Regions from separate parts of the Sus scrofa genome. Here all the other regions are linked to region 1. The links are chromatin contacts, called in public Hi-C and HiChIP or PLAC-seq maps. All regions are on one chromosome and are shown on one strand. The core of a region is the stretch at or near the end of the contact, and the rest is flanking DNA. Distances in the headings are between cores, read along the strand shown.

Region 1 (5,019 bases), core at 1,522-4,021:
GCTCTTGGTTGGGGCGCCATCCCACATCTAAGGCAGGAATACGGCGGCCACGAAGAAGATGAAAAAGCCAGTGGAGTCCATCAATTCTCAGCCCCAAGCTATTGCAAAAAGTAGAAAGTATATGCTGGGGTACAAGCCGATCCTGAAGATGACAGACTAGGAAGGACAAAGCAAAGCTGGGCATCGTCACCAATACCTGCCCGACCTTAAATAAATACACCATGTCGGCCAAAACTGACATCCAGGACCACAGGGGCAATGACACTGAATTGTGCGCAGCAAGAAATATGACAGAGTATATACCGGGCTATCACTGACCCATGTGATTCTGAGATCTTTAGAAGCCTGGCAAACTTATGTAGTGAAACTGGCTAGAGTTTACTGAAGGAAGGAAGGAAGGAAGGAGAGGAAGAAATGAATTACTGCTCTAGAGCACTATCCTGAGAGAAGTTGTGTGCCATCTCCAAACCAAAGATAAGCGAGTAAATCTGCCCCATTTGAGGCGCAGTGACTTCAGACATCTGAACTCCTATAATGTGCCCCACTCGGGATCCACTGTGGCAGAACCTCTCACTGCTGTCCACATCACATCTGAGTCCTTCTAGGCGACTCCCACCAGGTTCCCTTTGAGTCATTCTCCAGACAGCACACCCAGTTACAAGAGGCTGCTCTCCCTGCCATAGCATGTCCCCTGAGAGAAAGACAGGTTGCCCCTCCATCTCCCCAATTATTCTCAGCTGTGCCTTGCTATTTATTCCCCAGGTACAAAAGCTCTCACACAACTGCTTAGACAATGTGAACTTAGACAATATTTGCCAATTCCTGCTTGTACCCTGGTCTGTATCACCTGGTCATTGTTTATTCTGGATTCTAAACTGCCAGAGGACCACTGCTATTTAATTTTCTTTTGTGTAGGAGGTGTTCAGAGCAGGAATTTAACAACCGGACTTCAAAATCATTTTATGGTTTTGCAGCACTGTTTGCTGAGACTGGGGGAGCTGGCTCCATCAAAGGCCTAATTTACGGCTCCAATTAATTCTGAACCCTTTTATTTTTCATACTCTGTTCTCGAATTCAATGGTTATCTTCTTTTTAAATCTTTGCAAATCTGATTTCTAACTCAGTTCCTCCCACGGTCCCCTGCTTGACTTGGTATTTTCAAGTTACTAAGAAAGGGAGGAATTCTTGCTGGGGAATGGTTTTTCAGACACTCAAAGCCCTCACTGTCTTTGTGCGGAAAAGCAAGGTTTTTCCAAGCCGCTTTGAAGAAAGCATTTGAAATATCTCATTTTGTTTGCTGCCCCTCTTGGCTCCATCCCACCCATATGGTGCCACAGCTCTGTCCTTCCCCAGAGCAAAGGGGCTTTCTATCTTACTAGCTGGCCAGCTTACTCATGTCTGAATCAAACTCTAGACTGCGCTGCCCGCTTCCTGCCACTCAGCTCTGCCACACAAATATAACCCCCCTCCAGCTCCCACACTGGGTGACCTCTGATAGCTACAGGCCCTGCAGAATCCAGCATGCAGCTCCCTCCTCCTTTACCCCATCAAAGCCTGCTTCAGATTACAGCCCTGCTGGCTTCAGGTCTGCTAGGAAGTGCTTCTGGCACTTTGGCCACCACGGTTCAGCATCCTGTGACCCTTTATCGAGTTAGGTTTGGCCCAAGCTCTGCGCCGGGATCCTGGAAGCTAAACTCATTGCACGTATTTTTCCAGAACTTAACTGCCCACTCGAGGGCCCACACCACCTTAGGTTGGACTTCACAGGGCTTTGGTCCCTTCCCAGGCACTGAAAACTGAGCAAGGCCGAAGATGGGAAACTTTAAACTTTTGCACGCTTCTCCACTGAGTCTCCTTGCTGGGTAAAGCCTGTACCGCACGCAAGTCTAAAGCCAGGGCGTGAGCTTCCCCTGCCCTCCAGTCTAAAGCCAGGGCATGAGCCTCTCCTTGGCAAACATCCCCCAAAGGGTGTGCCCCAACTGGAGCTCATCTGACCCAGTGAAGGAGCCAGAAAGGGAGAATCACACCAGTTCCCGCTCCCCCTGCCCCGACACGCCTGCCCTGATGCCCTTCTGGGCGGCCTGGACAGCTGCAAAACGCCAGTGCAAAGGGCAGGAAAAGCCAGGCCAGGGGGAGCACTGCACCTCCGCCGATGTTAGCAACGAGAAAAATCTACAAGTGTGACGAAGGAAGGTCCGGGCTGGATCTTGGGAAGGGAGGCCAGGGGACAGGGACCGGCAGCGGGGTCCAGGCGGCAGGCCGGGGTGGGGGCGCGGCGAGGCCACCCACCTCCTCATGTAGCTGCTGAGGTGGTAGAGTTGCCCGTCGAAGCGCACGAGGCCGTCGCCGAAGACGTTGAAGCCGCCGCGTGCGGCCGCAGGCCCCGCGGGGCCGGGCACCACGAGCTGGTCGGCGCGCAGCTGGAAGGCGCCGGGCTGCAGGCGCAGGAGCTGGGCCAGCGGCAGCAGGGCCAGCTCGCAGTCGCACGTCCACAGGCTGCGCAGCTCCCCTGACGAGATGGAGCTCAGGCTCGGCCTGGCCGCCGGCGCGCCCGCCGCCCCCGCCATGGCCCGGCCCGCGCTCCTGGCCTCTGTCGAGGGTTCGGGAGAGGGTCGGCCGCCCGCCCGGCGGAGGAGTGAAGCGCGGCCGGCAGCGCGGGAAGAAAGCGGTCCCGACCCAGCGCGGCCCTTTTATCCGCAGCCGCGCCCCTTCCGGCCCCCGGGCAAGACCCCAGACGCTCCGGGTGCGTTACGGCATCTCGGGGTTTGGCACGCGCCCGCCGGGCCGCGCCCGCGCGCAGCCCAGGGTTACTCATCCCTCTGGGGTCCGCCGCTCCGCGCCTGGGCTGGGCCCGCCCCGGCCTGGATACTGCCAGGGGCGGCGGTGGAGGGGACCCTGCCTGGGGGACGTTGCCCGGGCGGGTGGTGGTCCTCCCGGGGTGGCAGGTCTGGCCTGAGGTGGGAACGAGGGCGCGCCGCAACTACAGACCCCGCACCTCCGCGCACGGGTTGGAGGGAGGCGCGCGTCCCTCTCCCCGCAGCCCCCGCCCCAGGTCCGGGCGTCGTCTGGGCCCTGCGGACCTCTGCTCTCCACTCCCACGCCCCGCCCCAAGTGGGAGTCAGTCGCCAACCACTGCCTCCTAGCCCCTGCTTTCTGCTCTTTTGCCTCCAGACTAGTCCCTGCATTTCTCCCCCTCTCAGCCTTTCCTCGCACGGCTCCTTCCCCTGGCTTCCCCTCCAGGCAGAAATCCCACCGATTATGGTGTCACTTTTCCAGAATGGCTTCGTAAATCCCGCGTAGATTTCATCACTTTGCTCTGCTTGCTTCTCCTGCACGGTGGACCACAGGCGTAGTGTGCCCAGCGTGGGGACAGAAGGGACCCAGCGGTGCTCCCCCTCCACCGAAGCTGAGCCCCTGGAGTCCTGGAACACGGTCATGTGTTCACTCTGTGGTTATCTGAGAGGCAACTGTGGCCCATTCCGTGGACAAACTGACGTGCCCGGTCTCCTTGGTATGAAAGGAGGGCTTTTCCTATTCGATTTAATTAAAAAACTATGTCCAAAAATCCACTAGGAGACAGACAGTAAGCTAAATTCTGAGAAGAGTAGAATGAATAAACACAAGTCCTGCCTTGCCTAACTTCCCAGCTCATAGAGGGATGGACGAGCCTTCCAGCGATTCTAATGCACCGAATAGATGTCAACGCTGAGGATACACCTGGATCTATGGGAGGGGAGTCAGCCCAGCGCTGAGGAGCTGGGGAGGCTTCCTCAAGTACTGTCATTTAGGACTGACTCCAAGCTAGATCCTAAAAGTTGAGTAGAACTTAAAGAATATCTTTAATTTGCCTTTGTGTGCCCCACCCAGACCCTGCATAGGTTTAATCACATGCAATGAAGCAGTTTTTCTGTTACATCTCATCAAAACTCAAATAATAAATGAGCTCCACTCACTGCCTTCTCCAGCCATGGGTCCCTTTGCCCCAGGATCCATCCCCATGGCTGAGTCTTTCTATCCAAATCTAACGTGCCCAGCCTGCGTTGATACTGAATCCATCTTTTGGGGCAAGAAGGGGGAGTCTGCCTGTGAAATAAGCATCCAAGGGGATTCTTTCACAGAACAAAGCCTGAGGATGACTGCACAGAGGGTAGGTGTGGGGTGGGCGGAGGCTGTGGGTGAGACCCAGAGGCCAGGGCTGTGTTCACAAGGACAGAGGTGACACCAGGAGCAGACCCATCACAACCTACTCAGGTGTTCATTCTCACTCCAGACACTGACATAGTCACTGCTGCCCACCAGGCACCATCTTAAGCTCTGAGGAACAAAAAAACACCCAATTAAGATGAGAGCTATAGCAGAGGTATGGGCTAAGCACTACGAGAGCAAGGTCAAGGGAGTGGTTAGTTCTACCTAGGAGGCCCCAGGATGGGTTCTCAGAGGTGATGATAAATGGGATGGACTGGATACAGGGTAGAAGCACCATCAATATGTTGGGAGAGAAGATTCTAGACCAACCTGTGCAAAGAGAGAAAGTATGGTCTATTTGGGGAGGAGTAGAAAATGCTGTATGGACAAAGCAGGCAATGAGGTGAGAGGGTGAGTTTTCTAAGGAATGAGACCAGGAAAAGTTGGAACAGATTGACAGGCTCTCTGAGTTGTCTAAGAATTCAAAATCTGGAGCTCCTGTTGTAGCTCAGTGGGTCAGCACAGTGTCTGTGAGAGTGTGAATTCTTTCCCTGATCTCACTCAGTGGGTTAAGGATCAACGCTGCTGCAGCAGAAAAACACAGCATTCATTGTAAGGCCAGCCATTGCTAATCAGTGGAGAGCCACTGAGATATTTTCATGTGCTATTTCTTTTTCATTATCAAAGTATTAACCAGGCAAGCATATTCAAGACTAGTTAAGATATTTTTAGTCTTTTTTTTTATATTGTTGGCTTGTTTATACAGTTGTTTAAATATATTGGAAGATTTCCATTCTGCTTTTCTCATTTAAGACTAGGTATACACATTATATT
Region 2 (5,019 bases), core at 893-3,392, 100 kb before region 1:
CACTCTCCTCGTATGTAAACCACACCTACCAGCCCATCGGCCAGAACACAGCTCCCCTTCTGACAGGCTCCAGAGCTTCCAGGGCCTGCTAGTCTCCTGGCGTCCTGAGGACCTACGCCTGGAGCTGGATACAGTGAGAAGGGTGGAGGAAGGCTGGCCTGGAAAGGGTGCTCCATGAAACCAGTTTCCTTCCCTCTCCCTCACTCCTGGTGTTTACCTAGGCATCAGGTCTTCCATCCTAGCCCCCTGGGGCCACCTTCACTGTACCCTTCATGCAGGCCTAGAACAGTGCCTGGCTTGGACCCTGTCTCTCAGCCCCGATTTCTCCAGCTAACCACCCCATTCCCTGGCATCAGGCAAATCTTTCTAACCTCACCCACGGCCCTTCTTCTGCTGCTTTCCTGCTAAAGAAATCACGGTGGTTCCCTGCTTCCAGTTAGATCAGGTAAAAACCCTTTAGCTGGATTTCAAGATCCTTCATCAGTGGGGCCCCTCGACCTTTCCACGCCTACGCCCCAAATGGGAGCTCTTCCCTCTGGTCCACTCAGCTGCCCCACTCCTACTCTGCCCCCATCTCTCTTGCTCACATCAGCTCCCTTCCTCTACCCAGAGTTTAGATTTCCTTCAGGGTCTAGCTAAGTCATAAAGACTGCCTTGCTTTCCCCAGTCCAAAATGTTCTGTATTCCCTCTGCGAATCCCCTCATAGTCAAGAATGTGCTTCCTTTGACTACCATTAGTAGGGTTTGCTGAATTCTTACAGTGGACAAAATTGATTCACTCTCTCTTGAAAATAACTCCAAGAGATAAACGTTCACCTCGTTTTGCAGATGAGAAAACTGAGTTTCAAAAGGTAAATGTGCCCAAAACTGCATCTGGGATTTGAACCCAGGAAGTCTGATAACTGCCCTCTGCTACATTTTAAATACTCTGTTTCTTTTTGTCTCCTACAGAATTCAATGGCAAAGATCATTTTTACTATTTTTTTTTTTCTTTTCCAGTGGGTGTAGCTAAGGGCAGAGCATATGGTCTTTATTTAATAAACACTCACTTCTTTTGCTTCTGACTTCCAGATTTAAGATACTATGACCCCAATTGAGTTAAGTAGATGATGAAACCAGTGGTCACTCCAGGATTATTTGCCTGATAAATAGCAGATGATAATCAGGACAGGCCGCAGCGACCAGTGACATCCTGACAATAAACTGCTTAGCCTGGGTGGTCCCCTTTTTTCTTGTCCTTTGGAAAAAAAAAAAAAAACCAAGGTAAAAACAAAAACAAAAACAAAAACACCTGAGCACTCATTGCTAGTCTGAAATCATTTTGCTTCCAACTCTAATTCAAATCATCTCAGGGGCTTTGTTGACATTATCTGCTAATGATTGCAATCCATCTTTCCAAAAGGAGAGAGGCACCAAGCTGTCAAACAACACCCTTCTGTCCATGGAGATCAGAGGTCTGAGGTCACCTCCCGACTTGCTGCCGGGCCAGCTGCCTGCTCCGGGCCTCTGGATGCATTTCTAAAGGGTAATATTTACAGTGCTGGATAGCTGAGCACTGCGGAGCTTAATGGGATTCTTAATAAAGGCGGCTTTCATTAAGACAGGGAGCACAGGCAAGGTGCCCTTGCTTTTGAGGAAAGGACAGCCCAGCGCAAGATGAATGCTCCTCCTGGGCTTGGAAATCACGCGGGTCAAGTGCCTTGTCATGCATTAACAGCCTTTTTAAGTTCCTGGGCAGATTGAGAGGAACGGCTTAGATAAACGAAGGCAGAAGAATCATGCGATCTGTCTTGGTAGCAAAAACGCTGAGACACAGCAGCTGCATTTAAAAAGAGCGATTTGCTAAATGAGTGGCCGGCTACGTTCCAGATGGCCAATGTGACACAGGGCTTGGAGGGATTCTTTATTCAATCCTGCATCTGTCTAGACCGAGACATGAAAGGCCAGGTTATAGTTACTGCAGAAGCAGCAGCAGCAGCAGCAGCAGCAGCAGCTTTGAAACTCTTACATAAAACATGCTCGGTACCACCAATGAGGCCGCTTGGCCGGAGATCAGCTGGAGAGGATGCGGCAGCATGGCGTGCGTGCAGCCTCAAGGAAAGCCAGCGTCTCAGCTGAATGACAGCCAGCTGGATGGGGCTCTCCCTGTGCAGGTCTGCTTGCTGTATCACTTCCCCCACCTCCCTTGTGTACGAGGGAAGGTGCTCTTAGTAGGAGGAAGCACTGGGATGAGGTCAGAAAGCAGAAATATTGGTTGTGTTCTATTTGCCTTCTTTATATGCACTTTTAAAACTTTTCCCATGTATTTTGTCTTGATTTTTCTAGTTAGGTTGTCAAATTTCCAAGATGGACGAAAGAATACTCTTAGCTTCTGCCTACAACTCCACTCTGTTTTTCCTTATTCCTGTCCCTAGCATTTAATTCAGTCCTGGCCCTAGTAGCTCTTTAGAGATGACAGCTCAAAGATGCTGGCTGAGGAGGCCAGGGGTAGACAGAGGACCACTCAGTTCTGGGGCCTCGAGGTCTATGAGACATGCTGACTGACTGACTTAAACTAGCTCAGGCACTTGATGAGCGTTTTGCCCAACTTTCATGCAACAGGCAGCCACAGAGCTTCACTGGGCTGGAATGGGGACTTATAGGGAGGCAGTTCTATTGACCTATTTTTCTCCAATGAGTTATACCCCAAGCCTACTTCTTCTTCTTTTTATTGCTTTTTAGGGCCAAACCTGCAGCATATGGAAGTCCCCAGGCTATGGGTCTAATCCAAGCTGTAGGCGCTGGCCCACACCACAGCCACAGCAACATGGGATACGAGCCTCTTCTGTGACCTCCACCACAGCTCACAGCAATTCAGGATCCATAACCTACTGAGGAAGGCCAGGGTTGGAACCAGATCCTCATGGATAATAGTTGGGTTGGTAACCCGCTGAGCCACAACAGGAACTCCCAAGCCTATTTAATTTTTATTATTGGATTGAAAGTTTCCATGGGTTGAAGCTTTCACTGTGTTCTGAGAAGCCATTCAAGGTCACAGCTGGAATGTTCTGACTGGTCAGTAAACAAGGCTGCTTCCTCCTCCCCACTTCCCCTTCCCCTACCCCTCCACCCCAGAACTCTCTGGACCTCCACACTGGACCTCCACACTGGACAGCAGCTTCATTTTTTGCTAAGGAGGAAAAGTTTAACCTGATGAATCACCAGCAGCACTTCCTGTGACATTCCACGGAAAACTACAGTTTGCTTAAGAAAAACTCTGAAGTACTTCAGCTACTGCGGTTTCTGATCTACACAGAAATGGAAAAATTTGAGTTCTTCTCTAGGCTGATACACCGAAGCTATTCCACCAACATTTTTCTCTCTTGGAAGTTCCCAATTATCAGCACTACATCTACCCTATAATCAGCCTGAAATACTTAAATGAACAGGGATGTCCTGGGTGGGGGGGTGGAATATAGCATTACCTCCATGCCAATCTCATCCACGTACCGCTTTTTTTTTTTCTTTTTTTCTTTTTGCTGCAACTGCAGCATATGGAAGTTCTTGGGGCCAGGGATCAAATCCAAGACACAGCTGCAACCTATGCCACAGCTGCGGCAACACCAGATCCTTAACCTACTGCACAGTGGCCTGAGCCACTGCTGCACAGACAATGCCAATCCTTAGTCTGCTGCACCACCGTGGGAACTCCAAAATAGCACTTATGCAACCATCTCTTCCCAGTTTCCTCATCTGTACCACTAAGCACAGAAAATGATTTGAAGGGCTATTTTTTAGTTCTCTCAGGGATGGCATCTAATTAGCATCATTCTAGACGCCTGGATGCAAAGCTAATCCACACACACAAAGGATGCCTTTGGACACAGTTGACCTTGACTTTATTGATGGAGATCTTTATGGCAAGAGTCTTTATGATGATGGAAAGGGAGTTATTCTAGTATCAATAATATTCTAGCAGCAGATATGCCAAGAGGTCAGAGCAATGAAGTCGCTGAACTCTTGAGATGATTACAAATCTTTCAAGTTCTTGTTAAGAGCAAATAGCTCAGAAGGGTATAAAAGGAGATTACTGCCCTTCTTAAGAAACCGGTTAGCATGCTGAACATAACACTGATGAATATTATCAAATGATCTTCAAGTGCACAAGCCTGGGCTAGATGCAACAAAAGAAGAAGCCCAAGGAAAGTCGCTCGTGGAGACAGCCTTTGTGATATGATGATGATGAACTGAGTTTCCCTTGCTTTTGTCGCCATGTTGCCAGTGTAGCTTCCCTTATGCTCATCCCTGATTCCAAACTGTGAAGACTCTGAAAGCCGATGAAGGATGGTGAGGCGATGTTAGGTGAGACAGGCACAGCCAATGCTTCTGAACTTATTTCCCTCTGGAGCACAACTCATCACTTTGCTAGATGGCAACATGAACTCTTTAAGGCTACCTTCATTTTAAGTTTTTTTTCAGCCTAAATAAAATTCGATTTTTAAAATGAGCATCAGATGAAGACTCATTACTGTTTGAAAATGTTGACTTTTGAACATTCAAATATAGCTCCATAAAGAGCCACCCACGATTGACATTTTATCTCATTAAAGTGTTGTTAATTAAGAACCACAGCCACGAGCAATGACGATTAAAGCAGCAGACCCCCAAAACTCTTCCTGAAACAAAAGGCAACTCGAATTTGCTTAGAACCTAAATCAAAGGAACACAGCCATATATGCCTGTTCACTCCAAGTCCACTAGGGGGCAGTGAATGATCAAGTTTCCACTAGGCGGCTGTAATGATGGTTGCTATATATACACCTGAAGTGTGGCAGGCCCTTTACACAAAGTGAGCAGTGCGGCAGTGATGACAGGTGTAGGGAGCAGCCAGTTACTGCTACCAGCAGTCTGTCAGAGGGATGAAGTGAAATGAGTCATTTGCATTTTTACCAATGAACCTGCATTATGATGAACAGGCACTGTCACCTGGATAGGCCCTGGCTTCGCCTCCCTGACTTCTGCTGGACCGCTGCCAGTCAC
Region 3 (5,019 bases), core at 1,678-4,177, 71 kb after region 1:
AAAACTTATGTCCACACACAAAAGTTTGTGCATGAATATTCGTAGCAGGTTTATTTGTAATTGCTCCAAACGGGAAGCATTAGCAGATGAGTGGATCAACAAACTGTGGTACATCTGCATGACAGAATACTATTCAGCAATGAAAAGATGAGCTATGGAGTTCCCTGGCAGCTAAGGATTTGGCATTGTCGCTGCTGTGGTACAGGTTTGGGGGCAGGGCCAAAAAAAAAAAAAAAAAAAGTTATCAGACCACAGGAAGATATGGAGGAATCTTAAATGCATGTTAAGTGAAAGAAGGCGATCTGAAAAGGCTACACACTTTATGCTTCTGACTACATGAAATTCTGGAAAAGGCAAAACTGTGATGACTGTAAGAGGAACCATGGTTGCCAAGGGCTTAGAGGTACAGGGGTGGGTGGGTAGGCAGGACACGGGATTTTTAGGGCAGTGAATCTATTCTGCGTGGTTGTGTATGGTGTATACGTACCACTGCACACTCATCAAAACCATAGAAATGTACAAAACCATGAGTGAAATTTAATGTAAACTATGGACTAAATAAGAATGCATCAGTAGTGGTCCATCAGTTGTGACAAAGGTAAACACTAGGGCAGGACGTTAATAATAGGGGACACTGTGGGCGACAGGCAGAGAGTCTATGGGAAATCTCTGTACTCTCTGTTCATTTTCTCTGTAAATTAAAAACTCTTCCCCCCAAAAAAACAATAAAGCCCACTTATCTTTTTTTTTTTTTTTTTTTTTTTTGTCTTTTTGCTATTTCTTGGGCCGCTCCCACGGCATATGGAGGTTCCCAGGCTAGGGGTCCAATCGGAGCTGTAGCCACCGGCCTACGCCAGAGCCACAGCAACGCGGGATCCGAGCTGTGTCTGCAACCCACACCACAGCTCACGGCAACGCTGGATCGTTAACCCACTGAGCAAGGGCAGGGACCGAACCTGCAACCTCATGGTTCCTAGTCGGATTCGTTAACCACTGCGCCACGACGGGAACTCCCCACTTATCATTTTTTAAAGGAATTGTATCTAGGCAACAGTCGTCAATGGCTGTTGATGAAGAAACAGAGAAACGACCACAGGTTCTGTGCCTTCCCGAAGGAAGAAGAGAATTACACCCCGTCTCAGGAAAACAGACTGAAAGAAACAAACAAAACCCTTGAGTCTCATCAAGCCTTTCGCTCTAAACTTCCAATTGGCACAAAATACCATCGCCCTGTAGAAAATTCGCAGAACAAAGCAACAGGCCCAATCACAACTCAGGGAGGCAACCAGCAGAATGCAGACTGTAGGATACCCTGCAGAACAAACCACAATTTCTTCAGGAAATACTTCGTAAAGAGAAACAGAACAGAGTTAGAAAGAGAACTCGCAGATTCACAGAGACTCAGGATCAAGCAGCACTTTAACAGCAGGCATCCCGACTCCACTTCCTCCAGAATTAGTTGATGTTCAGGCAGGAAGTTGTTTACAGGTGAACTCATGACACCTCTGACTCGCCTTCTGTCTCAGACCTTAGGTAACAAACCTGCAGCTGCTTTTCTAACAAACTGTTGATCAGCAAAAATAAAGGGACTACAGAAACACTCATTTTTCTGGGGTTCCCTTTTGGGCCTCATGCAAAGACCATTCTGTGTAAATGTACAGTTAACTCTGATTTGGAAATCTGAAAATCAGTCCATCCTTGTCATAAAATTTTTTTTACAATTGTAATTATATTGATGTTCATATTGTGTAAAATAACTCATTTAATAAAGTAGTACTTTGATTTAAAAAAGAGAGAAAGACTCAGGAGACCTATTGAGCAATTGCAATAGAGAAACCTTGTTAAGATCTGGATTCAGACAAACTGGGGGGCAGGGGGGGCACTCAAAACATGATGACCATTGATAAGACAGCTGGAAACACTGAATACTAACTGGATATTTTATGATATATATTTTTAGTTATGAACATGATATTGCACTTTTACGCCTAAAATTAGAGTCTTCTTTTGGAGATCAATACTGAAATATGAATACGGATGAAATAATTTGTTGATTACCACTTGCTTCCAAGAATCCGGGGGAAGGAGAAAGAATAGGGGGCGAGATGAAACAAGATCTACCATGAGTTGATTTTGGTTGAAACTGGGTGATGGAGAGAGGAAATCCTTGATTCGCAGGGTCAGAAAACTATGGCCTGGGAGCCAGATTTAGCCCACCAGTTATTTTTGCACTGCTTATGAACTAAGAGTTACTTTTACATTTTTTAAATGGTAGAAAAAAAATAAAAAGAAGATTTTGTAACACGTGAAATCATATGAAACTCAAGTGTTAAGTGTCCACAAATCAAATTCTACTAGAACCTAGCAACATCATTGATGAACCATCTGGTTCATCTGGGGCTGCTTTTGTGCTGTGATGGCAGAGTTGAATGTTGAGGCCAAGGAAAATAATGGTTGTCCATGGAATTTTCAAAGAATTCCCTCCTTTTACCATTCAGCAAAACACACCCCCTGCCTCACCTAAACTCCTGGATCCCTCCTGCTCTTCAACTCAGAAGATGTCTGCTACACTATGAAATAACATTTTTCACTGAATTAATCTTGACCTCAAGTGCAGGATGGAAATTGCAACATTAGCACATACATGGCTTGGCAGCCCCAGCTGGATTCTCATATGAAATTCTCCACCCCAAGCCATTCTTTGATGATCTGCGCCCGGCTGTTAGTCAAGCAAATGAAACTGTATATTAAAGCTACTTACAGTTTTCTTGACAGTGACAGCTGTACCTTTACAGCTGGGTGGGGCTCTCATGAAAGCCTGACAGTGCAGACCCACTCCTGGTGATTCTGAATCCAGTGGTGCGTGCTAGTGCAGCCCAGGACCTCCGCAGAGAATTTCTGCTGACGTCAGGTTAACCACTGGGCAACGGACCCACTAGGAAACAGGGCCTTGGACTCCAGCCTTGGCTCCACGCAGCCCACTCTGCAGACGTCCCTGGGGGTTGGTTCTCGTGACACATCAGTCCTCAGGCTGGGGTCTCGGGGGAATTAGCTGGGTGGGAGAGGAAACCGGTGGAAGGAGCTGCTGATGGAGCCACCGCGGCTGCCCGGTGGCTGGCGTCGTCTGTTGGAAGCGATGCGGCTTGTGTGACAAAGACTGTTTCGACTGCTCTGTCACTGCTCCTTGGGGCAGAGCTTGGCTACTGCCTGCTGGTGTCAGAGAGTGGGTCAGGCTGGCCCGGTCACAAGCGGCATTGACCCCACCCCCTCGCTGGCACCCGGGGCAGGCAGTTTCAGCCCCAAACGGCTGCGCACCAGGTCGTTCTGTTCCCTGACCAGTTTCCCCAGTAGGTTACTCCCCCTGATGCTGGCTCTCTGGCAGCAGTGGGCTGACTCTGCTCCTCCAGGTCAGAGGATGGAAACCTCCAGCAGCCATGATCAGGTCCACTTCCCCACAAGCCTGGCTCCGGCCTTTAATGTGGCCGGAAGCCCTGCAGCGTGTCTGGTGCCGAGGTTGGAGGAGGTGAAGCGGTTGAAGGCCCCACTGGGCTGGGCTCAGCCTGGAGCAGACGGCCACCCACTCAGGGGGAGGCTGGAGGGAGGCCATCTGTAAAAGTTCCAGAGTATCCTGGATGAAGCTGGAGTTGGGCCCTTTTAAACAGAAAGGCCAGGCAGCAGTGAGAAGCTGAAATGAGAATAAAAGACAAAATTCTCACCATGGCCCAGGGCCTGCTCAGTTTGGCCTCTTTTTTTCTCCCTCATTTTATGCCACTTTCCCACAGCCCCCACCTAGTCTCAGAGTGCTCTCTATTCGGCTGCTCAAACATGTACAGCTGCAGCCCCAGGACTTTGCACATGCTGCACCCTCCGCCTGGAATGTTTGAGGTCCCTCCTCCACAACTTTCTTGCCCTCCCAGTCCTGCCGTTCACCATGCTCAGGCTGTAGCCCACCTTTCCCTTCCCTTGGGCCCTAGGGGAGCGCTCCCTCTCCCTTACACTTGCCCACGGTTGTTGTGTTTCAGACTTTTGGGGTCCTTCAAAGCCCCAGATACAACTCACAGTTGTTTCACTTATTGTTTTATGTATTCATTTTTGTCTCCATCTCCCACACCTAGATTATAATTGTAATTTCCTTCAGGACAGGCATTCTGTCTTGACTTATTTTCTCTGGCACACCCAGCAGCTAGCATAGGGCCTAGACATAGCAGGTGCTCATTAAATGTTTCGTGCATAAATGATTGTTGATTTGGCAGTTACGCTGTTAAATTTTTTTTTATGAATCACAGTTCCCTCTACAGACTGGCTAAGTGATGTTCTCAGGTTTGGTTGTTCAATTGGTACATTTTTAAAAGGCCTTTCATTTCTCCTACTTTTTGTTCTGGGTCTTCTGGCCATTTTCAGGCTTATTAACAACCCTTATCATGAAGTGGGCAGAAAAAGCCATTTGCTTCTCTTTAACTGAGTCCACACAGGACTTGGTCAGACCAGAGCTCTAATTACTGACTAAGCTATCATTTGGGGATTATTTATTACTCCAATTATCCACGAGATTTCTGTCCACTCAGAGCAGGCAGTAGTATTGGTTAGAAAAGGCCAATTGCTTTAACAAGTAACCCCCAAGTCTCAGAAGCTCAAATTAATGCAGCGAAAGTTTATTTCTCACTCATGAATATTCTCCAAGGAGTGATTCAAGGATCCTTCTATCACGTGGCACTTCCGTCTTTGACACCTGGCCTCTCGAGTCACCTCAGTGAGGAAAAAAGTGTGCACACCTCGCCCTCCTGGCCGGTAGTGACACACACAGCCTGCACTTGGTTCCACTAGCCAGGAGGTCACATGGCCTCACAGCCACAAGAGATGGAGATCCTGGTGGGCAGCCTCGTCCGGCAATAGCTTCAAAAGGGAACATGAGTGCCCCTTCGGTGGCAGAAGGTCGCAGCCTGTAGGAAGGGAAGCTCCCTTAACTTCTTGCCCTCTTCTGTCTGTATGTGTGAAAGATGCCTGGTGACCTGAGGGCTG

Evidence for each region. Hi-C and Micro-C count contacts between places; a contact is called where the count stands out from the background. HiChIP or PLAC-seq counts read pairs in DNA pulled down with a chosen protein or histone mark.
Region 2: a contact with region 1 is called in a Hi-C map of fetal skeletal muscle, with 2.7 times the contacts expected there. The contact joins the enhancer-like site here to the promoter of MEDAG in region 1. A contact is called at or near these places in 10 of 47 Hi-C or Micro-C datasets (embryonic fibroblasts, epiblast stem cells, fetal skeletal muscle and 5 more) and 1 of 2 datasets of contacts at active chromatin or transcription factors (skeletal muscle).
Region 3: an H3K27ac HiChIP or PLAC-seq map of skeletal muscle shows a contact between it and region 1. The contact joins the enhancer-like site here to the promoter of MEDAG in region 1. A contact is called at or near these places in 9 of 47 Hi-C or Micro-C datasets (embryonic fibroblasts, epiblast stem cells, fetal skeletal muscle and 5 more) and 1 of 2 datasets of contacts at active chromatin or transcription factors (skeletal muscle).

Annotation. Positions count from the first base shown.
Region 1 is chr11:7,543,152-7,548,170 of Sscrofa11.1, reverse strand. MEDAG (mesenteric estrogen-dependent adipogenesis protein) reads right to left here and starts at 2,771. Exons shown (of 5, transcript XM_013980428.2): 1 at 2,290-2,771. The coding sequence starts at 2,567.
Region 2 is chr11:7,643,259-7,648,277 of Sscrofa11.1, reverse strand. All of the region lies in intron 9 of LOC102159067, which reads right to left. Among named protein-coding and RNA genes, the nearest start is that of TEX26, 74 kb to the right of the region's middle. Within about 2 kb of position 2,142, at least 16 of the 83 cell types and tissues checked have an H3K27ac peak or open chromatin away from gene starts, as enhancers often do. A contact at or near this core is called in fetal skeletal muscle and retroperitoneal adipose tissue, where this site is marked.
Region 3 is chr11:7,472,584-7,477,602 of Sscrofa11.1, reverse strand. No RefSeq gene overlaps it. Among named protein-coding and RNA genes, the nearest start is that of ALOX5AP, 63 kb to the right of the region's middle. Within about 2 kb of position 2,927, at least 17 of the 83 cell types and tissues checked have an H3K27ac peak or open chromatin away from gene starts, as enhancers often do. A contact at or near this core is called in fetal skeletal muscle, mesenteric adipose tissue and skeletal muscle, where this site is marked.